Regions from separate parts of the Ovis aries genome. Here region 2 is linked to region 1. A link is a contact called in public Hi-C data. All regions are on one chromosome and are shown on one strand. The core of a region is the stretch at or near the end of the contact, and the rest is flanking DNA. Distances in the headings are between cores, read along the strand shown.

Region 1 (5,591 bases), core at 2,407-4,906:
AAATTACACCAAATACTGAGAAGGAAAAGTCCAGAGGACTAAGAGAAAATATAACCAGGGCCACCTAATCTAGTCACTTTTTAACCCAGATGAAGTTGTTACAGACATCATAGACTGTGTTTGCGTTTCACTCACTGATAAGAGAATTCTTCACATGAACAATACGCTGAACATTTTGCAGAGAACTTTTCATAGTTGAGATGTTCATGTGGTCTGAAGCAGAGATGATGATGCACATTTAACAGAAATTAAGGTGTAGAGAGGTTATGTAACTTCCTTAAGGCCAGACAACTCACTGAGGGCAAACACAGAGATCAGATAAAACCCAGAGGTCCTTTGCTTTCACATGTATTGCTTCTTCAGTATCTCATTTTTTAAAATTCTGAAATATAGCCTATTTTCTTCTTTTGAAAATGTTGAAATATATAGTTTATTTACAAAAAGCATGGGGAAATATGTGTGCATGGTTTAAAGAAAACCTATGTAACTACTTCTCAGTCCAAGGAACAGAATTTAACATAGCCCAAAAGTTCTTTTACATATCCTTCCCCAAAAGTAATTCCTATGGTAATCTTTTAACAACTCCTTTGTTAATCATTCATTCTTTTACCTTTTAAGAGTCTTTATCAAGTATGCATCTCAACAATATTATTGCTTTTTACTAATAAAATATTAATATTTGCTACTAATAAAATGTTATTGCTTGTTTATAAATGGTATCCTAGTTTATGTTTTCTTCTATAACTTGCTTCTTTTCAATGTTTTGTTTTTGAGATTATTCATATTGATGATGCCTACACCTCATTTTTAAAGATAAATAATATTCCATTGTGTGGTGACACCACAGCTTGTTTGTGCACTCTTAGGTTAATGAGAACTTGGATCATTTTCTGTTACAGTTCTTTTTCCTTTGAAAGATGGATACATTTATTTTTATAAAAAACTCTGGACGATGTTACAAGATTTGTGAATTTAAATTTCAGTCCCTACAACCACAATATCAGTACTATATGATAAAAGTTCTATCATTTATTTTGAGTTTACCATCAGCCAGGAACTTTACACACATTTTAAAAATTCAATTCTCTTAACATCTCTATTTGATATGCTTCAGTCGTGTCTTATTCTTTGTGACCCTATGGACTGTAGCCTGCCAGGCTCCTCTGACCATGGGATTCTCCAGACAAGAATACTGGGGTAGGTTACCCTTTCCTCCTCCAAGGGGTCACCCAGGGATCGAACGTGCATTTCCTGTGGCTCCTGCATTGCAGGTGGATTCTTTACCACTTGAGCCACCCGGGAAGCTCTCAAAAAGCAATCCATCCCCTTTCGACTGTGGCAGGACTCGAACCTGCAATCTTCTGATCCGAAGTCAGATGCCTTATCCATTAGGCCACACAGCCACACATTAGCAAATTAGCTAAGCCTTTTAGGAGAGTCATGGTGACAGCTTATTCTAAATCTAACATTCTGGTTCCTTCCAGTTCACTCCAGGACTTAATACTGTAGTATGCCTGCAATGCGGGAGACCCAGTTTCGATCCCTGGGTCGGGATGATCCCCTGGAGAAGGAAGTGGCAACCCACTCCAGTATTCTTGCCTGGAGAATCCCATGGATGGAGGAGCCTGGTAGGCTATAGTCCACGGGGTCGTAAAGTGTCGGACACAATTGAGCAACTTCACTTCACTTATGCAGTAATAAAAAACAAATGTAATGGTGGACTATAAAGTCTATAAGTATCTACTATATTTTTTTATATTTGTGACTGTGGAAAAACACACATAACAGGGGATTTCTTGGCGATCCAGTGGTTAGGACACTGTGCTTCCATTGTAGGGGGCACAGATCGATCCCTGGTCAGGAAACTAAGATACCACATGCCTCTCAGCTCAGCAAAAAAAAAAAAAAAAAAAAAAAAACCAAAAACACCACACATGCACACAACATAAAATTTACCATCTTATCTACTTTTTTAAACCTTTTACGTTCAGTAGTGTTAAGTACATTCACACTGTTGTACAATCCTCTCCAGACCTCTTACAGCCATTCTTGTATATATTATCTGAGGCACAAGGGCAGGATTTTTCTCTAGGGCATGTCCTTGGGTGGAATCACATGGGTTTGCATATGTCCGACTTTATCAGTTAAGGTCAGGCTCTTTTTCAAAATGTTTGCATCAATTTATACTCCCTTGGCATTAACTTTTGTTTTAAGTATTACATTCAAATGTTAAATTTTAAGTTCCAACTCAAAAAGATCAAAAAGACAACACAATGAAAAGAATCTCTGTCGCCTAATCATCTTATTGTCTCCCCACAGATAATCAAAATTACCAGTTTCTGGTGATCACCGCTCCAGAAATACGTTTTTGCATATATTTCCCCCTTTTACAACAACTTGTAGTATTCTATACATACTTCTCTGAAGCTTGTTTGTTTCTCTTAACAAACATTATAGGCAATATAATTTGGTGGTCTCTGGAGCAGATTGCATGGATTCATATTCAGCTTCAAGCTAAACTCATGGTGATTTTGATTAGGCCATTTAATCTCTCTGTGTCTTATATTACTTATCTGTAAAATGTGGAACAAATCCTAACTTATAATGTCTTTATGAGAATTAAATTAGTTAATATATGTAGAGCATTTAGAATCCTGCCTATTAGAACTGTAACTATTGTCAGCATAATCATATCAATGCTTTCTCATTCTTTTTTATGGCTGTCTTATAGTCCATTATATATATGTATCAATTTATTTTAATCATAACTGATGAACATTTAAGTTGTTCAGGTATGCTTATAGCACAGCAATAAATATCATTTCCCACTCACATAGGTGAGTATATCTAAAAGATAAAGTTCTAGAATGGAACTACTGGGTCAAAGGTATTTAGTGCAGCTATCATTTTAACAGATATTGACAAGCTTTCCTTCATGAATACACCACACACTCTCGTATATATTAACTTAAAGGGATATAAAAAATTTAGACTAGAAGAACCCTAGGTAAAGCTACTTTACTGTTCAGATGAGCCATTGATCCCAAGAGAGAGGAAGTGACTGGCATAGGTTTAGTGGTGGAAATAGCACCAAAACCCTCGCAGGAGTCTGGACTTAAGAGTCCTAAAACACTTTAAAGTTGTTGTTCAGTCGCTGTTTTTAGTCGCTCAGTCATGTCCGACCAAGTCCTCGTTAACATTTCATTATGTTGATGCTGCAGTTTGCTTACATAATGGTAGTAACTTAATATCTAATTTCTCAATATTCGTTCCGATTTTTCTCCTGGGCTATTTTTCTACCCTGGATAGATCATGTGCGCTACCAAGTGACCCTTGGACTAATCTGACCGGCTTGAGGTTGACCAAGTGACCGATCTGCCCTCGTCTTTGAAAATGCTGGACTTGGTAAACTCTCTCTAGGGAATCAGAGTTCCGCCAGCCACTCCTAAGAGATCATTTAAATTACATCAAGGAAAATGAACCAAAGCATTTGCTCAGTAATCTTGCCGAGACCAATTTCGCAAGCTGGTGGTTGATTTGTAGTATATCTTTTAGACCAAAGGAAACCCGCCCCTTAGCGGCGAAGCCATCATTGGCTGGTACGGCTGTCAATCACCAGCAAGATAAATACGGAGAGGCCGGCGTCCCTTTCCTCGGGACATCCTGGAGCGCGTGGTGTGGCGGCGGTTGTGCTCCGCGAGTCGTGCCAGAGAGAGTCTGCGGTAATGTCGTTACGCCTTACTAACTGGAGTGGAAAATAAAAGGGCCCTCTCCTCCTCCATCCTCTTTTCTCCCTCCCTGCCGGGCAGGCGTAATGGCGGAAGTCGCGGCGACTGGCGCCGGCGGAGAGGCTATGGCGGCAGTGGCGGCGGGGGAAGGCTCCTCGGGCCCGGTGGGCTTGCCTCTAGGCCGGGGCTTCTCGAGCTACCGGCCCTTCGAGCCCCAGGCGTTGGGTCTCAGCCCGAGCTGGCGGCTCACCGGCTTCTCTGGCATGAAGGGCTGAGGCTGTAAGGTCCCCCAGGAGACGCTGCTCAAACTCCTGGCGGGACTGACGCGACCGGAGGTGCTGCCCGCGCCGGGCCGGGGCCTGGTCGGAGGCCTTGAAGAGACGGCCCAGGAAGCCGGTCTGCCGGTGAGGGCGGAACCCAGCCCTCCCTTCCCCAGCCTGGGCATTGGGATGGACTCCTGCGTCATACCCCTGAGACACGGGGGCCTGTCCTTGGTGCAGACCACCGACTTCTTTTACCCCCTGGTGGAAGATCCCTATATGATGGGGCGCATCGCATGTGCCAACGTGCTGAGTGACCTCTACGCGATGGGCATTACTGAGTGTGATAACATGTTGATGCTACTCAGCGTCAGCCAGAGTATGCCTGAGGAGGAGCGAGAAAAGATAACACCACTCATGATCAAAGGCTTTCGGGATGCTGCCGAGGAAGGAGGGACTGCAGTGACTGGTGGGCAAACGGTGGTAAATCCTTGGATTATCATAGGTGGAGTTGCCACTGTAGTATGTCAACCAAATGAATTCATCTTGCCTGACAGCGCCGTTGTTGGGGATGTGCTCGTGTTAACTAAACCCTTAGGAACCCAGGTTGCCGTCAATGCCCACCAATGGCTGGATAATCCTGAACGATGGAATAAGATAAAGATGGTGGTCTCCAGAGAAGAGGTAGAGCTGGGTTATCAGGAAGCCATGTTCAACATGGCTACCCTCAATAGAATTGCTGCCGGGCTGATGCACACGTTTAATGCCCACGCAGCCACAGATATCACCGGCTTTGGCATTCTGGGTCACTCTCAGAACCTTGCAAAACAACAAAGAAATGAGGTCTCGTTTGTCATTCATAATCTGCCCATCATTGCCAAGATGGCTGCCATCAGCAAGGCCAGCGGGCGCTTCGGTCTCCTGCAAGGAACCTCAGCAGAAACTTCTGGGGGGCTACTGATTTGTCTGCCAAGAGAACAAGCAGCTCGCTTTTGTTCAGAAATCAAATCTTCAAAGTATGGAGAGGGTCATCAAGCCTGGATCGTCGGTATTGTGGAAAAAGGAAACCGGACAGCCCGGATCATTGACAAGCCTCGCGTTATTGAGGTCCTACCTCGTGGGGCCACTGCTACTCTTGCTCCTGAGAACTCCAGTGCCTCCTCTGAGCCTAGCTTGTGAGATGGAACAGCAGAAGTTGTTCGAACTGTACAGCCTTTGTACACAAGCATGGAGCAATCACTAGAGTTTATTTTAGGAAGAAATTTCCAAAGAAGGCTACCTGCATAGTAGTTCAGCTGCTCTTCCTAGGTAATTTGAATCAGCCCATCAAAAGCTGCACATTCCGAGGCCAGAAGTAACATTTTGGACTTCCGGGGGGTCGAGGGTATATATTTGGTCATCTCTTGAGTGGAAAAAGCAGAAAACCCCCTGTTTCCTCTTTCCAAGAGCAAGAGGAGATTACTCAGGTTTGAGGTATTTTTCTTGGCACGGGGTTAATTGATTTCTGCACAGGGAGTGAGACTATTTACTAAAATTACACCAAAAATGCAAAATGAAAAAGACTTAGATCAGAAACAAATAAGTTTGGACCAATACTGTTGAT
Region 2 (5,308 bases), core at 524-3,023, 210 kb before region 1:
CTTCCACGGTGCCGCCGTACTGAGGGGAATCAGGCCTGAAACAGGGAGGAAAACAGCAGTGAGGAACTAATTCACATCTACCAACACCCATCAAAGCCTTCTTTACACCAACTTTTGAAGTTTTTTTGATAAACCCAAGTCAGTTCAAAGGCTGAAGAGAATTAACAGTAGTAGAAAAAGATCACATTTCCAAAAATTGAAAACAAACCATGTGCTGTGAAAACAGAATTTCTTAGGAATATTAGATTCTGGCTGGGGAAGAGAAGCTGGCAAGTGAAGCCTCGACAACAAGTTTAAAAAGCTGAAGGGTAAAAGGCTCCAACCGCTGAAATTAACAAAGCCAAAAAAGCTGTCACATCCAGAAGCTCAAAAGATGCTGGCTGTCTGGCAGCCTGCTCTCCTTTCCAGTGAGGACTGAACACAGGAGAATCCACCCTTCCTCAGGGGAGCCCTTCGACTCCTACACCTGCCCCATAAGACACTTCCTCAAACACCAGAACTAGAGCTACCTTAGAGTAGCACTCAGAGGTAAGGAAAGCCTGAAAGCAAAGAACCATACTCCGGAAATAGGCAGGGTAAACCCACAAAAGTCCCGGAAGTGTTTCCCCAGTGTTTAAGGAAATTCCTTAACCACGGCGCAGCCTTTGATTCACTCCCTGTTCCACAAGTCACTGGAATCGCGCTAACAACCAGAATCAAGAAGTATGAACTCCCGACCCCCGGCTTCATTACCGTCTCCCAGCGTGTCCCAACAGCCTGACCCGGCGTGACCCCTGACCTCTGCCCCAACTTGCCACTAGCCCTAAGATGGCCCCGCCCCCTCCTAGACTCCCACCCCACCCAACGTGAGCCACTGGGGGAGGGGCCCGCGCGTGCGCGCCTGGAGGCGGAGAGAGCCGGCTGCGCGCACCGCCCGGGGGCTCCCGCCAGAACCCAAACCCACGCACACAAGGGTCGCAAAGCTAGGCAGTCTTTCATCCCTGCCGGTCAGGGAGCAACCCCCCACCACCACCAGACCGCGAAAGGCTGAGATAAAGGAGGGCTAGTGCCGCCAGGTCCTAGCTCCTGACTGGATATGGTGGGCGCGCGCCCCGACTACTCGCCCCACGCCCCCCTTCCTCTTCCCGCGCGCCCCTGAGAGGGGGCTGGGGTTGGTGGGCGGGCAGGAGCGCACCTGGGTCCGTCCTCTCAGGGCTCGCTCGCTCGCTCAGGTACGCGTGCGCAGACCGGCGGGAGGGGAGAGGAGACGCGCCCGGGCTCAGCGCCGGCCAGCCTGGCCCCCCTGAGCCTGTCTCTATGGGCGCGCGCCGACAGCCTCGCGCACCGGCCCCGGGGCCCCGGCCGAAGGTGCGCGCGCAGCATCCCGGGAAGGTGGGAGGGGAGGCGGTGGCGGAAAGATGCGCGCGCAATCACCCGTCAGGGGAGGGGGAACTGTGAGGCGTCCGCCATCTTGTCTCCCTCTCCTTACCTGCGTCCTCGGGGGCGTGCGCACCACCCCCCCTCCCGCCGAGGAGGGGGGAGGGCCCCCTCTTGGCCGCCGCCTTCGCGGCCTTTAAATTCCCCTGGGGCCCGCGGCTACTACCACCGCCTTGCTTCCACTGCTTCCTCTCGCGGCACAGTGATGCGGGCGGGCGGTGGGAAAAGTGGAAGACGCTACTCGCAGCGAACCGCCGCCGCCGCTTCCGAGGCCTCACCAAAATGGCCGCCGCCGTCTCGGCCGCCACCACCAACACCACCGCCACCACCACAGCTCACTATCGCTACCGCCGGCGCGGCCCGTCCTCTCGCGAGAAACAGTAACTGGAGGTTGGGGGAGCGAGGAAGCTCGCGTGCTAGCGTAGGGCGCTGCCCGAAGCGCAAGGCCGGCTGGGAGATGTAGTCCGCGCGGAGAAAGCGCTTGCCCGCGACGAAGCGTTTTTATCCACTACGGAACCTGCTGCTGGAGCTGCATTGCGGCTGCCAACTCGGATGAGTCCGCCTCACTTTAATAGATCACCCGGAGTGCAAAGCAATTTCTCAGGTACTTTTAGCTAGTTAGCAGTGGAGGAGCATGGGCTTCTGGATTCATATGGCAGTCCACTTATGTAGACCTGCTTCATTTCACACAAGGGTTATTTAGTCTCTTAAGTTGTCACCGACTCGATACAACCCCATGGACTGCAGGACGCCCGGTTTCCTCGCCTTTCGCTATTTCCCAGAGTTTGCTCAGACTTACGTTCATTGAGTCAGTGATGCTATCCAACCATCTCATCCTCTGTCTTCCCCCTTATCCCCCGTCCCTCAATCTTTCCCAGCATCAGGGTCTTTTCTAATGAGTTGGCTCTTGCCATCAGGCGGCCAAAGTATTGGAGCTTCAGCATCAGTGCTTCTAATGAATATTCAGCATTGATTTCCTTTAGGATTGACTGGTTTGATATCCTTGCAGTCCTAGGGACTCTCAAGAGTCTTCTCCGGCATCACAATTCAAAAGCATCAATTCTTCGGCGCTCAGCCTTCTTTATGATAGTATTCCCAATAATTCCTAAGCATTTATGCTGTTTGCCAGCTTTCTAGGTTGAGTACCCCCTTTGAGAATCTGATATCTTCACCCAATTCATAGCCAACCAGCCTAAGTCACAAGGATACAAACACTCAAAATTTACCACCTAAAGCCTACCCTAGAAGCCAGGTTAGAAATCCAGGGTAAAGCTCTCATTCAACTTCTCTTCATTCACTCAGTTTAGGTCTTCCCCATTCTACTCGAAGAGTTGATGATTCTCTCTGTGTAAGTGATTTAAAGTACTGTTTTTCTTACAGTAAAGACCATGAGTTGAAAACAAAAACCTAGAAGGGCCAAGAAGGTAATGTAAAAGCAAAGAGAGCAAATAAGGAATACCAGGAACAGGAGACCATGTGCTCTGTCCAAAAGTAATAACCTCTGTTCAAACCACTGTTCCTGTGGTCGCCCTACAGGAATGTAGGCCAAAATACATCAGATTCAGGCTGTCAGTTTGCTACCTCTGTTCTTTGCTGGAGCCTCAGGGCACACAGAAGCATACAGGATGGATTGATTGAAAATGTAGATAAATGCCCATCTATTTAGACCCAGTTCAAAGTGTTTTTTCTAAGCCAGGATTACATATTCTCTGAGACACCATCATAGAACTGCATTGAGCTTCCAAGAGTCTCAGATTTCTTACCCTTGCCATATAATTTTTTTTAATCCTTTTTCAAGACTTTTCCTTCAGAATTTAGCTCAAAGGCCACAACCCTCAGGTGATCTCTCTTGACCACCATCAGGCTGGTTTAATACCCCTTCTGGTTCCCACAGCCTCCTGGGCTTCTTAAAACACTGATTGAATTGTATCTGGATTTGCAGTCTGTGCACCCCACCCCCAAAACTGTTGTCAACTCCTTGAAGGTAGGGCCACGGTGTATACATGACAATTCTCAATGCCAGTCTCAGAAAGATTATTCAGGAAATTTGATAGTATTATCACACCTTATTTTAAAAATAAATAACTAATATTGGTTATGTGAGCTCAAGTCTAAAATTTGTCTTCCATTTCCATGGCTGTAACTGTGGTCCAGCCACCATCATCCCGTGGCTTAGATTACTCCCGGGCCTCCCAGTTCCACTCCTGTTTTCCATTACTCTGTTCTCCGCACAGCCACCAGAGTGACCTTTTCATATATATCAGATCATGATGCTCTCACACTTGAAATCCCCAAATGGCATCTTAGTCCTCTTACATGAAAATTATGTATAATGGCTTAACATTCCCATAGGACAGACATGTGGAGTTGAAGAATAAATACATGTGATTCAGATTATATAAGGTTTAAGAGCAACAAAAATTAACAAAAATCAGAACAATAACCAGTAGGAGAGAAGGGTTTTAACTGGAAAGATGCACAAAGGGGATACTAGAAATGTATCAGAGGTTGGTAAACTATGGCCCAAAGAGCAGGTCCTGCACACTACCTGTTTTTTGTACAGCTGACAAGCTAAGTGTTTTCTTAAATATTTTTATTTTTGGCTGCACTGGGTCTCCATTGCTGTGAAGGCTTTCTCTAGTTGTGGCGAGCAGGGACTACCTTTCATTGCACTTTGTGGGCTTCTTATTGTGGAGGCTTCTCTGGTTGTAGAGCACGGGCTCTAGGTTCTCAGGCTTCAGTAGTTGCTCAGTAGTTGTGGCTCCCAGGCTCTAGGGCACAGGCTCAGTAGTTGTGGTGCATAGGCTTAGTTGCTCCACAGCTTATGGGATCTTTCTGGACCAGGGATTGAACCCATGTCCCCTGCATTGGCAGATGGATTTTTAACCACCGGACCACCAGGGAAGTCCTAGGAAAGGCTTTTATATTTTCAAATGGTTGAAGAAAAAAGAAGGAAAATATTTTGTAATATGTTAAAATTACATGTAATTCAAATTTCAGTGTCTGTAACTAAAGATTTATGGGAATCAGACCATGCCCATTCATTACATAGCAACTAGGGCTGCCTTCCTGTAATAGTGGAGCTGAGTAGTTGCACCAGAGACCATAGGCCTACAAAGCCTAAACTATTTTCTGTCTGACACCTTACCAAAAATGTTTGCTGACTCCTGTTTTATATCTCGATCTAGATAAGGTCACATCCATGGGTGAATACAGATGTAAACCTTCACTAAAATGTCCGTGTAAAAATTGTATACTTGCAACTAATGCACCGCAACTACTGAGCCAGTGCTCCAGAGCCCATGAACCACAGCTACTGAAGCCCAAAGTAACAAGAGAAGCCACACAATGAGAAGCCTGAGCACCGCCACTAGAGAGTAGCCCCCTCGCTGAAACTGGAGAGAGCTCTCACGCAGCAACGAAGACCCAGCACAGCCAAAACTAAATACATCTTGAAAAATATATCTAAAAAAAAAAAATTGTAGGACTTCCTTGGTGGTTCAGTGATAAAGAATCCACCTGCCAGCGCAGGAGACATGGGGTCAATCGCTGATCCAGGAAGATCCCACATACGGTGGCACAACAAAGCCCATGGGCCACAAGTACTGAGCCTGTGCTCTAGATCCTGGGAGCCACCATTCCTGAACCCACGTGCCTGAGAGCCACGGCACTGAGAAGCCTGTACACCACAACTACAGAGTATCCCCCACTCACCACAACTAGAGAAAGGCCTGCACAGCAACGAAGACCCAGCACAGCCAAAAAGAGATAATTTTTAAAATTGTACATTGTGTATATCTCACAACGTGTATTTTTTTACTTTCTTTTTCAATAAAGTAACCCTAAAGGATATGATCCCTTCTATTTTTTTTAACCTCATATACCTCTCCTT

Evidence for each region. Hi-C and Micro-C count contacts between places; a contact is called where the count stands out from the background.
Region 2: a Hi-C map of liver shows a contact between it and region 1, with 2.5 times the contacts expected there. The contact joins the promoter of SRCAP here to the promoter of SEPHS2 in region 1. A contact is called at or near these places in 6 of 16 Hi-C or Micro-C datasets (blood, hypothalamus, liver and 2 more).

The regions. Positions count from the first base shown.
Region 1 is chr24:27,130,766-27,136,356 of ARS-UI_Ramb_v3.0, reverse strand. It overlaps SEPHS2 (selenophosphate synthetase 2), which reads left to right and starts at 3,656. Exons shown (of 1, transcript XM_004020905.5): 1 at 3,656-5,591. The coding sequence starts at 3,815. The coding sequence ends at 5,167. TRNAR-UCG (transfer RNA arginine (anticodon UCG)) reads right to left here and starts at 1,403; the gene lies at 1,331-1,403.
Region 2 is chr24:27,343,465-27,348,772 of ARS-UI_Ramb_v3.0, reverse strand. It overlaps SRCAP (Snf2 related CREBBP activator protein), which reads right to left and starts at 1,773. Exons shown (of 33, transcript XM_060405841.1): 1 at 1,469-1,773; 2 at 1-35. It also overlaps LOC105604737.